2 separate regions of the Sus scrofa genome follow, and region 2 is linked to region 1. A link is a contact called in public HiChIP or PLAC-seq data. All regions are on one chromosome and are shown on one strand. The core of a region is the stretch at or near the end of the contact, and the rest is flanking DNA. Distances in the headings are between cores, read along the strand shown. Region 1 holds the start of SMAD7 (SMAD family member 7). Region 2 overlaps CTIF (CBP80/20-dependent translation initiation factor).

The links. HiChIP or PLAC-seq counts read pairs in DNA pulled down with a chosen protein or histone mark.
Region 2: a contact with region 1 is called in an H3K27ac HiChIP or PLAC-seq map of skeletal muscle. The contact joins the enhancer-like site here to the promoter of SMAD7 in region 1. A contact is called at or near these places in 5 of 47 Hi-C or Micro-C datasets (blood, embryonic fibroblasts, heart right ventricle and 2 more) and 1 of 2 datasets of contacts at active chromatin or transcription factors (skeletal muscle).

What each region holds. Positions count from the first base shown.
Region 1 is chr1:98,539,737-98,545,900 of Sscrofa11.1, reverse strand. It overlaps SMAD7 (SMAD family member 7), which reads left to right and starts at 3,586. Exons shown (of 4, transcript NM_001244175.1): 1 at 3,586-4,198; 2 at 5,539-5,592. The coding sequence starts at 3,586.
Region 2 is chr1:98,447,526-98,453,545 of Sscrofa11.1, reverse strand. CTIF (CBP80/20-dependent translation initiation factor) reads right to left here. Exons shown (of 12, transcript XM_013992850.2): 11 at 4,081-4,134; 12 at 1-2,392. The coding sequence ends at 2,177. Among named protein-coding and RNA genes, the nearest start is that of SMAD7, 92 kb to the left of the region's middle. Within about 2 kb of position 1,680, at least 20 of the 83 cell types and tissues checked have an H3K27ac peak or open chromatin away from gene starts, as enhancers often do. A contact at or near this core is called in skeletal muscle, where this site is marked.

The DNA.
Region 1 (6,164 bases), core at 2,337-4,836:
CAGAACTTCTATATGCCTCATGCACAGCACCCCCTCCCTGTCTCCAAATAAACAAATAAATAAAAAATTCCATTTCTGACTCTTTTGTCTTTCCCTGTGCATGGGGGTGGGATCACTCAGAGTCATTTTCTCCTGGGTTTTCTCTGCTGCTGTCCTTGCTGGTTGCTTGTTTCGCAAGTTAAACCTAGGCACACACGTTTTCAATACCCTTTTCAATAAGCAATATTTTTATTTGTAACAAAATTATAATCTTATACAATTGCAGCCTCTGTGGCTTACAATGTAAATGTTCAGAATGCCAGCTGCTGCCTTGTCCTACTTGTTTCTGCACTGCTTGGCATCCCTAGGTCTTCTAGGTCAATGAGCTTCAGAGCCTCTCGCCTAGATATATATGATCATGATTCGCTCTCACATTTATATGTCCAAAGGTGCTCTTGGTGGGTTTGGTGGGAATGGTCCAAATGCCTACCCGACTGTCAATACAGTCCTAAATATTTATTAAGCATCTACGGCATGTAGATGCCTTTTAAGTTGCTGGAGGAGAAAGGGCTGAATTATAAAGCTAAGATTCATCTATGCTTTTTTTTTTTTTAAGGAGCATAATTTAGCTGGGAAAATGAAAACAGTCAATTTCAACTTTTCTAAAGATTTGTGAAAACCCCCAATGAGTTTCATTGTCGTCCTGATCTCACAATCCTAAACGGCCTTAAAAAAAAATCTTATTTCACTGAATAAGACGAGAGGTTGGACCACCATGCCAGCTAGTGGCCTCGTCAATACTGACGGTTATATATTTAAATCATTACTTTTCCGAGTACCAACAGCTTTCATGCAGTAAACCTAATCTGGTCCTTTGCCCTACCAACGCCTTACCCATTTCCATGCAGTAATTTGCCAGCTGGGTCTACGCTCTTCTAAAACGCAGGCTAAGGGGATAAACTCTCTGACTCTTAAGCACCTTGAAAGCTGCGGGGCCGAGGAGGGCGCAGAAACAGGCCACGCATGCATATGCATGCCCTAGGCAGGTCTGCTAGGAAGGTAACCTTCCCGCGCCGGGAGGCGGGGTGGCGGAGGTCTTCCGGGCTCGAGAGGAAACCTGCCCGCGGCGGGAGGGCGACACCCCTCCCCGCCGCCGCCCCCAGGATACTGCCCCTCGCAGTTCGTCAGCCAGCCAAATGCATTCCAGAGATTTGCACAAGACACACTTCTCCAGGCAGTCCTAGAAACCCGAGCCCGGAGCGGGAGAGGGCGGGAGGGAGCGCGCGGCCGCCGCTGAGGTCACATTCGCGCCGCCTCCCCGCCCTCGGCGGCCCGGCTGTTCCCTCTAGCGCACACTTCCCAGGGCCTCGGTCCAGTCCGGTGTAAATGTCTTTTAAACAGAGACAGCGCTCTCCTCCCCCTTTCCTCCCGCGCGGGGTCCAGGGCATGTCGCCAGGGCCTTTAAGGCAAAACGAATGAATGAAACATTAGGGCGAAAGCGCACGGGACAGCCACTGCGAAGCTCCTCGGACTGGGTCTAAATCCGGCCACCGACCCGCTCGTTCCGCTCCAAAAACTCGCCGGCGAAGCGCGATCCGTGTTCTTGGGTCTTCCCATTTCTCCCCGGATTCTGCCAGTTCTCAGTCGATTCAAGGAGCTTCTCTGCTCCCCACCGTTATCTGCCCCCCCATTAGCACCCCCCCCGCAGACCGGGGAGGGGGTGGGGGTGGCGGGGGGGGGAAACGGGGGGAGAAATAGCTTTTAGAAACCCGATCTGTTGTTTGCGAAACACAATCGCTTTTTTTTTTTTTTTTTTTTTAAAGCGACAGGGTGTCTAGACGGCCACGTGACGAGGCCGGAGCCGGGCGCGCCACTGCGCAGTGGAACCAGCAGAGCAGAGGGCCCGCGGGGGGTGGGGGGGAGGCGGCGGCGGCAGCGGCTGGGGGCGGGGGAGGGAAGGGGAGGAAGGGGGAGGGAAGGGGGCGGGGGCGGGAGGCCTTGCGGGAGGCGGCGAGCCCAGGGCACACTCGCTCGCCTGCTCGGCGCACGGAGGATCCTGTCCCCGAACCGCGCCAGGCGAGCCAGCCGGGCGCCGTGCTCTGTCCGCTCGCCGCGCGGGAGAGAGCTGCCCGAGACAGAGCCAGCCCGCCGGCGCCGAGCTGCCGAGCGCCTGGCCCAGGAGTCCCTGGTGCGGCGCGGCGAGCCCCCGGCGGCGGCAGAAGGACTCGAGCGCCAGGAGAGGGCGGACGGGGGACAAGGAGGCTCCCGGGCGCGACGAGGAGAGTCTCGGAGGAGAAGGCGGCGTGAGGGACACCGGGGCCTCCAGCCGACGCAGCCTTGTCGGGGCGAGCAGCCCATAAGGGGAGCCCCGGCTCCCAGGGGAGGGGACACCGGCGGCCCCCGCGCTAGCGAGCGGAGGGCGAGAGCGCGCGACCCGCCAGGGGCCCGCCGCGGCCGCCGCGCCGCCCTCCCCCGCGCTGTCAGCCCCGCGGGGCGCAGCCGCCGCCGCAGCATCTTCTGCCCCTGCGCCCCCGCCAGCCCCGAGGAAGTCCCCGCCGAGGACTAGGGCCCCCGGGAGCTCAGGAGGAAAGACCAGAGACTCCTCCAAATCACCCAGATGCGAAGGATTGAAACAGCCTAGCCAAAGCTTTCTGTGGATTAAAAAAATACACGGCTTTTTTTTTTTTTCCCCCGAAGAAAAGGAGAGGAAGACCAGTGGGGCTCTGCAAGGAAAAAGGGGAATGTAACTCGTGGATACCTTTTTTCCACCCCTCAGACGTCTTGTTCTACTTTGTAAACATTTTCTTTTTTTAAACCCCAGCTCCAGCCAGACGCCCCCAGACCTCCGGGGTGCGAGGAGGTGGTGGTTTTCATTTTGGGCTTTGCGTATTTGGTTCTTAGATTTTGAGAGAACCTCCTTATTTCGCCAAACATCTCCTGCGGGGTGAAGTCCACTCGGCCCCCTCCCCCGAGTCTTCGTGTGCACGGAATTCAAGGAGATCCGGTTACTAAGGATATAGAAGAAAAAAATAAATCGCGTGCCTGCCTTTTTTTTTTTTTTTTTAATTGCCTCCTTCTCCCCACCCCCAAATTAAGTTGCTTAGGAAGGGGAAAAGAGGCTTTTTCCTCCCTCCGGCAGCCCAGCCGAACGCCTTTCTTTTTTTGCCCCCGCGGATCTTCCATGTAGGAAGCCAAGGCTGGCGAGCCCGACACTCGGGAGCCGCTGCGGGGGGGCCTCTTTTTGGGGAGGCGCCGACCGGGGTAGGCTTCGCCGCCCCCAGGGAAGCGGCGGCCGCGTTCCTCCGGGGTGCGCCGGGGCCCGAGAGCAGCGCGCGGCTCGGGCCGCGCGGGGTGGGGCAGCCGGAGCGCAGGCCCCCGAGCCCCGGCGGGCGCCTCCGGGCCCCCGCGCGCCCCCCGGCCTCCGGGAGACTGGCGCATGCCACGGAGCGCCCCTCGGGCCGCCGCCGCTCCTGCCCGGGCCCCTGCTGCTGCTGCTGTCGCCTGCGCCTGCTGCCCCAACTCGGCGCCCGACTTCTTCATGGTGTGCGGAGGTCATGTTCGCTCCTTAGCCGGCAAACGACTTTTCTCCTCGCCTCCTCGCCCCGCATGTTCAGGACCAAACGATCTGCGCTCGTCCGGCGTCTCTGGAGGAGCCGTGCGCCCGGCGGCGAGGACGAGGAGGAGGGCGCGTGGGGAGGCGGTGGAGGAGGCGAGCTGCGGGGAGAAGGGGCGACGGACGGCCGGGCACATGGGGCCGGTGGCGGCGGCGCAGGCAGGGCTGGCTGCTGCCTGGGCAAGGCGGTGCGAGGTGCCAAAGGTCACCACCATCCCCACCCCCCAGCCGCGGGCGCCGGCGTGGCCGGGGGCGCCGAGGCGGATCTGAAGGCGCTCACGCACTCGGTGCTTAAGAAACTGAAGGAACGGCAGCTGGAGCTGCTGCTCCAGGCCGTGGAGTCCCGCGGCGGTACGCGCACGGCGTGCCTCTTGCTGCCCGGCCGCCTGGACTGCAGGCTGGGCCTGGGGGCGCCTGCCGGCTCACAGCCCGCGCAGCCGCCCTCGTCCTACTCGCTCCCCCTCCTGCTGTGCAAAGTGTTCAGGTGGCCGGATCTCAGGCATTCCTCGGAAGTCAAGAGGCTGTGTTGCTGTGAATCTTACGGGAAGATCAACCCCGAGCTGGTGTGCTGCAACCCCCATCACCTTAGCCGACTCTGCGAACTAGGTAAGAAGTTGTTCTGCGCCCACCCACCTCTCCCCTTGGCGCTCAAGTAGTGAAAGAAAAGCCCCCTTCGGCTGTGTGTTTGTGCAGCTGTCTCGCCAGAGGGGAGAGTACATCCCCTCCTGGGAGAAGACTAGAGGGACAAAGGTAGAGAAGGGACTGGGGGGAACCTGGAAAGGCATTCCCTGGGGGTTCCCTTACAGTTTTTTTCTCCTCCTCTGTTTCCCCTAGCGGGGTTTTGGGCACTGCTCATGCACACACTCTACAGACCGGGGGTTAAAAATTAGATAGATTTCTCATTTCCGGATCAACCAAGGGGTGCAGAGAGAAGTGTGTGGGGGGGAGGAGGGGGGGTCACGCCTCCCCTGCACCCGGAAAGGCGTTGAGGTGTGTGGCCGAGTTGGATTCGGTCCAAGCCCGCCAAGGAAGGCTGGGAGAAGCAGTTGTAAAGACTGGAACGTCTCTGCCTGCTCCTTTAGTAAATAAGGAGAGTCCTGTCGGGCACAAGTGGCTGGGAAAGTGCCCTGTCCGGAGTAGCTTTGTGTTTTGGGGCGAAGAGAGTTTGATGGGCGGCGGCGCTGGATATCTGCTCTCAACTCTGCCAGCCCAGGGTGGAAGAGGACAAGCAGTCAGGAGAAGTTGGGTGCCCTCTGCTTTTTCCTTTCTTCCTGCACAGGAAAGCACAGTTCCTGACTGCAGAAGGGTCGGGCCCCAGCCCTCCCTGACGACACGGCCCCTTAACAGCTCTGGGGCCTGGGCTTCTCAGCTGAGATCCCAGCCTCCTGCATTGCTTTCCTTTTCTCTGCATATTTGTGTGGGGCGGGGGTGCACCCGGGGCGTTCACAAATCCAAGTTCACCAGCGGACTTGGGGTAAACCTCGCGGGTGGGCTGGGAGAGGGGAGCCCCGAGTTCCCCCGCGCGGTGTGGAGAGGAGCTGCGGTGGCCAAGGTGAATTTGCACCCCTGGGGGACGAGTCAGGGTGGGGGGGCGGCGGCGGGAGTCGGATCTGAAGTTCTGGGACCGAGCGGGGGCTTGGTCGCCCCCCGCCCTGTGAACTGTGAAGTGCCCGGCCCCGGTAGAGCCGGTGGTTTCCAGCCGGGCCGGCCGAGCGCGGCGGCGGCGGCCGCAGACGTGGAGGAGCGGAGCGCCGAGGCTGGCGCCAGGCGGCCTCTTTTGTTTATCTGACAGCTAAATATCAAGGCAATCACCGCCTCGCGGCCCTGCCTCCAACCCCCACAGCTAAGACAAACAGTTGGGCTAAAAGAATGCCTCTGTTATCATAAGTTTCTATCTCTCTTTCTCATGGCTCGGCCTTTATTTTCTCTTTCTTTTTTAATTCCAGAGTCTCCCCCTCCTCCTTACTCCAGATACCCGATGGATTTTCTCAAACCAACTGGTGAGTAGAGGGTTTTAAATATATCCTTCCTATCTTAGGTTAGAAATGGAGTCTCTAGAACTCGGATTTTTTATGTCTAGGCAGCGGCTTGGGGAGACCCTGGGCTTGCCCCAAGGTGGTTATAGGTTTCCTCTGTGGGAAGTTTGGTGGATTTTTTTCTGTTTTTGTTGTGACTGAACCTGGAGATAATATGTGTGTGTATAGATACAATATTATGCATGTATGTGTTTTTCTTTTTTTTTTTTTCAAAGATGTTTCCTAGATATGCATTACATTTTGTTCCTTTTTTCATGTATTTGCACTCCACAACCCAAGTTGGCTCAGCTTTTAAACACGTGGAATTTGATCCTTGCAGAAGTGTCTTGGGAGCCAAAGAGGACAGGTTGATGGGAAACTTTGGAGACGTTATGAGTGCCAGAAGTATCAGTGGGAAGAATGGATAGCTTGGTGGGAGGGAAGACAGTTTAAAAAGGTACAGAGAGGTCTTTGGGGTAAGCGAATTTGAACCTTTAAGACGTAAAGACGACAGGCCCTTCCCTTCCTGGTTTTCTCAGAATTCTTGGTGGGGGCTC
Region 2 (6,020 bases), core at 431-2,930, 90 kb after region 1:
TGTCTTCCTCCGGGGCCCTGCTCCATTCTCATAGATACACACTCACTCACTCACTCACACCACTCAAGGGCAGCAGGGCCTATTTCAGCCCAGGTGCAGCTCTCTAAGGGCTGCCTGACTCCTCAGCACCGTGATTTCCCTAGTGCCCCCTCTGAGCACCTGAATGTCAGTCCAGCTCTTCCCTCAAGGCCTCCTGTGGGGCTTCTGGTGTCCCTGGGCCCCAGGCTGAGGAGGAAAGGCAGTGAGAAGCTTGAGAGGCTGGGGAGGAAGGGGCGGGGGAGGGCAGAGGCAGAGGCCAGGGGCAGCCGGGGCTCCTTGGCAGAGGCTACTGATTTGTTCCAGGTAAACTCTGCCCCCATGCCTTGTCCCCAACAGGTTCCCGTCCTGGGGCTGGCAGGCAGGTGGCAGCCAGGGGGTGATGGTGGGGGGAGTATGGAGGAGGCTGTCCCCAACCCCACCTGCCTGCTCTCCTAGACTCAACAAAGGGGACTTTCCTCCTGCCTGATGGGACCAGGCAGCCAGGGGGTCTCCAAGGTGACCCAGGCAAGGACTGGCTTAACAAAAGAGCAGGTGAGGAGACTGCTGGGCTCGGAGGTCACTTTCCAGGGGCTCATCCAAGTGTGGGCTCCAGATCAGGAGATGGGCTGTTTGGACACCAGTGAAAACCCAAAGCCAGTCTCCCAGGGCCTAACCCGCATCCTCCTCTGTAGCCATCACAGAAGGGGCTGCTCCCAGGGCTTGGTCCCTCCAAGAATCCCCAGTCTTGTTCCCAGCCTGGAAAGCTGGTGGCTCGCTCGTCCCCTGATGGTCCTGCTCATGACTGAGTGAATGCACCTTTTCACGACAGCCCTGGGGCTGCAGCTCCTAGAGCCCTCCTGTGACACGGACTGTGGGGGTGGGGGTGATTTAGCTAAAAGGCCAAGTCCTGGGGAACCAGGCACCAGCCCTACCATCCACATTCTCCCCCAACAGTGGAAGTTTAGGATGAGATCTGTGTGTGGAACGGGGGAGCATCACCTAGGGTTTTGGTTTTAATTCACCAGTCTCGTTCTGAGCCAGGCTTGGCCTGGGCTAGGATGGGTTTAAAGCTCTCCCAGCAGCAACAGTATCAGCCCTTTGAGGGAGCAAAGCTAGAATAAGAGGGAGCAGAGGTACTGGAAGCCAGGGGCTGAGGAGCAGAGGCTTCCAGCGGGGACCCCTGCTGGGGCAGAAGTTTCCAATTACCCTAATTGGCTATTGGCAAGCTGTCTGTGGCTAGAATCCTTCCAGAGGGGGCTGGGTTTGATCTCCTGCTAATCAGGGGGTCCTTGTGGTGCTCACTGTGTGATCACATCGCGGGCCCTTTTCATCGGGAGAGGAGACTTCAAAGCAGCTGACTTTTGAAAAAATAAAACACAATGAAACAAAAGAGCGCAAGTAGAACGGCAAACTCCATCTCCCCTCCCAGTTCCCCGGCCCCCGCGGGACCTGCAGCTTGGGGGCTGAACGGAGGAGGCTTGGAAGTTGGGAAGGTGGAGCGTGAAGGTTAGAGGAGGCCCCCACAGTCCCCCAGCTCAGCCGCGCGCGCGTGCGCGCGCGGACAAAGGCCGTCAATTACGGGCGGCTGGTGGGGACCGTGCCTGCCTTTGTCCTCCCGGACATCTGCTACATGTCGCCTGCTGCCAGTTGGCGACTGCGGCTGACAGCATGCGGGAAACAATGCAAGCCCGTCTCCGACCCACTTTTTCAGCCTCCTGTGGTCCTTTCTGACCCAAGCTGTACCCCTGGCGTGCGGGCTGCCAAGGCCTCTGAGGAGTCGCAGAGATGAACCCCTCGCACACAGCCCTTCGGGGGCGGCGCTGATGAGAGGGGGCGGGGAGAAGCGGGCGTGAGGAGGGGGAGTGGAGGGGAGGGGGAGGGCCGGGCCGCCGCAAAGGAGAAACATGCTTCCCTTACTGGTGTGAGCTGCCGCATGCTCAGGCTTGGGGGTGGGGTGGGGGGGGCTCGCAGGGTGAGGGAGCTTCTCCTAGGGATTTGATCCCTTCCCGGTCTGACTCCAGGCTGGCCGCCGGCTCTGCCTGCCTTCGTCCCCATTTCTTTCTCCCGCCAGGGCCACCCCTGTCCTCCCGCCTGTCCATCTGGCCCTGGGCATCAGGGCTCCAGCTGCCCGCGGGCCACCCGCCAGGCCCCCTGGCTGTCAGGCTGTCAGTTTCTGGATGGTTCTGTTGTAGTACTGCGTGATGGGGGGTGTCAGAGGGTTCCAGTTGTTGGCGTGGAGCTCGATGACCTCCAGGAGCAGGGACCGGGTCAGCATCGACTCTGAAGGGCACAGCATCTTGTCTCGGGCGCTGGCCAGGAGCTCGGCCATCATCTCGGGCAGCTGCTCCTCCAGCAGCCGGCCTGTGCTCTGCAGCTGCGGGCAGAGAAGTGGGGTTGGCATGTGAACTGGGCCTGAAAGGGCTCCTGACCCACTTTGGTTACAGGGGGTGCTGAGGGCAGGGACAGGAAATAGCTGGATTATCTCAGGAGGGTGTGAGCCCAGGTCTCTAGGCCTGGGAGTGGGTGGGGGTGAGGGGAAGGACCGGGAGGGGGCAACAGCCAATGAGACAGCCTCCATTTAACACCCAATCTGCTGGAGGAACAAGAGGAATCCGCATCTTGCCTGCCACCTGAGGCGGAAGAGCCCTTCACCCACCTGCCTCCCCTCATACAGGAAGCCTTCCTTGACTAGGGCCTTTACCCTCTACAGCTGTGTGACCTGCTTCCTTCAAGGCTGATCAGGTGGCAGTGTGTTAATTTTCACCTGCTGGGATGTCTCTCTGGAATCGAGCTTAGTCATTATTACCTGTGTGTGTCCATGTGGAACCTGCCCCCATCCCACCTCCCCACCCCCAGCAATGACCTGGGCATACACTTGTGACACAATGGGGAGGAGAGAAATTCAAAGGGAGGCAGAAGGCCAGTCAGAGGGTCTGCCCCCAAGAGCCAGCACCCCTTCTCCCCCAGTTGTCTTGACAAGCCCCCCCCAGAAGAAGGATCCCAAATGATCCCCTGGATCAGCACACCCTGAGCATCAGCCCCTGCAGTCCTCCTCCTGTAAGCTAAGCCCCCGTACCCCAACCCCAGCCTCAGCCCACCCACTTCCCAAGGCTCTGCCTTCTTCCCAAAACCTTCCTTGACCTCCCTGGCCTGCCTTGACCTCTCCCCTGGCGCCTCAGGGATGCGTGCTCTGTACCCATATTTATCCTCTACAACATTCCATCCACTGTGAGTGTGTGTGTATGAGAGAGATCTCTAACCCTAGCCAGACCACACAGGATGTCTGAGGGCAGGAACCATGCTTTTTCCTCCTCCCCCATCTTCCCTGCCCATAGCCCCATGTAGGGTACCAGCTGGAGCCCAACAGACGAAGGGGTGACTGTCCCATAGAGGAAGGCTGCTGTTTAGGCTCCCAGCACTCTGGTCCCTGGCTCCTCAGAAGTGGCTTTGGAGGCCAGGCACCTGCCCCCTGAGAGGTGTGTTCACACCCCAACGTGCCATGGGTGTGGGCCCTGGAAGCTCCCCCTGCCCCCGACTGCACTATGTCCTTGAGCTGTTTTCTGAGGGCACAGGTTTGTGCCTGTGACAGGGGCCAGAGCCAAGCATCTGGAGGAAGAGCCCAGAGATCAGTGGCCAGGTCTTGGGAACAAGAGTGGGACCGGCCACGGGGGCTGCTTTGAAATGGACAGGGCCAACTTGGGGGTGCAAGTCTCAGCAACTCCCCCCATACCCTATACCATCAAAGCCAAGGGAAAGAGTTGGGGGCGGGGCATCACTTGGAATCTCCTGAGTCACCTGTGTGGTGCTCCTGGCCAAGGACAGGGTAGTCTTGGGGGCAGAGGGAAAGTGGATGGTGCTAGCACGCCATCCTTCCCTTCAGAAAACCAGCGATCCTCTCCCCCAGCCCAAGTCCATGTCCACTTAGGAAGTCGCCCCCCCCCCGACACACCCTTGCCCTGGACTTGTGTGGACACTTCCAATGGTCCTTGAACCCCCGCAACAGTTAAGGGAAGAGGGACACAGAGGGTCCGAGATGGGAGGTGTCCAAGCATCACTGCTTACCTCCATTGAGCAGCACAGGACGGCATCTTCCTTCACATCCTGAGATTGCAAGAGCTGGAAGATAGGGGCAGAAAATGCCACTTAGGAACAACGCACAGGTCTCAGCCCTCAGTCCCCTGTAGCCTGGAACAAGCATCCCCAGGGGTGGGCCAGATAACCTGCAGAGGTCAGAGGGCAGCAGGAGCACTGCCCCAGGAAGCAGTGATGTCCCTGATGGGAGGGCTGCTGTGGTCATCGAGCATGGGCACCTTGGCCTGGTCAGCAGCCACAGCAGAGCAAGGCTGCAGGTGGATTTGAAGGGTAGCGGCAAGGATGCTAGGATCATTGCTAGTGAACAACTGGTCAGTCAAGATGAAATTCCTGATTCATGAGAGGGGCTCAGCCAGGATCTGGGGCTCCTGGGCCCTGGCTTTAGGAGGACTTCCAGAAAGCAAAACACTTTTCTCCACGGACCCAGCACGGTGAGCCTGCAAAACCATGCCGACCTGCACAGAGGCTGGAATTGCTTCCTGACCAAGGCCATGGCCAGGCTGCTCAGAGCTGGGACTGGCCACCCCCCGACCAGGCTTCCCTCTACCTGCTTCATGTTATTCTCTCAATCTCTCTCTTTCAGTTGCGATTAAACTCATAAAACAAGTTCAGCTTTTTTTTTTTTTGTCTTTTTGGAGCTGCACCAGAGGCATATGGAGGTTCCCAGGCTAGGGGTCTAATCTGAGCTGCAGCTTCTGGCCTACACCACAGCCACACCAGATCTAAGCCGTGTCTGTGATCCTTAACCCACTGAGCGAGGCCAGGGATCGAACCTGCAACCTCATGGTTCCTAGTCAGATTCATTTCTGCTGCTCCACAATAGCAAGTCCTGTCCTGAGCCTCAATTTTTTTTTTTTTCTTTGCTTTTCAGGGCTGCACCTGAGGCATATGGAGGTTCCCAAGCTAGGGGTCAAATCAGAGCTACAGCTGCCGGCCTTTGCCCCAGCTACTGCAACACCAGATCTGAGCCACATCTGCAACCTACACCACAGCTCATAGCAACGCCAGATCCTTAACCCACTGAGAAGGCCAGGGATTGAACCCTCAACCTCATGGTTCCTAGTCGGATTTGTTTCCACTGCACCACGATGGGAACTCTCTTTCCTGAATCTTTATCAACTTATCTATTCTGGACGTTTTACAATGGAATCATATAAATCATATAATACATGGTCTTCTATGGCTGGCCTCTTTCACTTAACCTTTTTTTTTTTTTTTTTTTTTTTTCTTTTTTGGCCACCTTGAGGCGTATGGATTTTCTGGGCCAGGGATCAAATCTGAGCTTCAGTTTTGAAGCTGCAGCAACTCAGGATCCTTTAACCCACTGTGCTGGGCTGGGGATGGAACCTGCATCCTGGTGCTGCAGAGACACGGCTGATCCCATTGGGCTACTCCACTTAACTAATGCTTTTACAGTTCATTCATGTTGTAGCCTGTGTCAGTTCTTCATTCCTTTTTATGGCTGGATGCTATTCCATGAACCCCCAGTAAAAATTCCTACCAGACACAGCTTCAGAGAAATTTTCCCATAGTGTTCTCCCCAAGCCCCACTGACCACTTCTACTGGTTCCTTTCCTGCTCATGCTTCTTCTTCCAACCCCTAAATACATCTCAGGTCCACCTCTACCTCACTCCCCATCACACGGATCATTCTAGCCATCAGATCATCTGCTCCATGTGATTTTTCTATCTGCTGGAACCCTCCATCTCAACCCGCAATGCTTTCCCATCCTTCAAGGCCCAGCTCACTTCCCAGATTTCCCTGGAGACTTCTGGATTAGCCCCGTCCCACCCCGGGGCCCAGAGTCCCCCTGGCTTTCCCACCCCCTAGCCTGCCACACAAGTGGAAAGACGTTTTCCACTGTGAACCGGGGCTTCCTGAAGGCAAGGGCAGGTGTGACATTCATCTT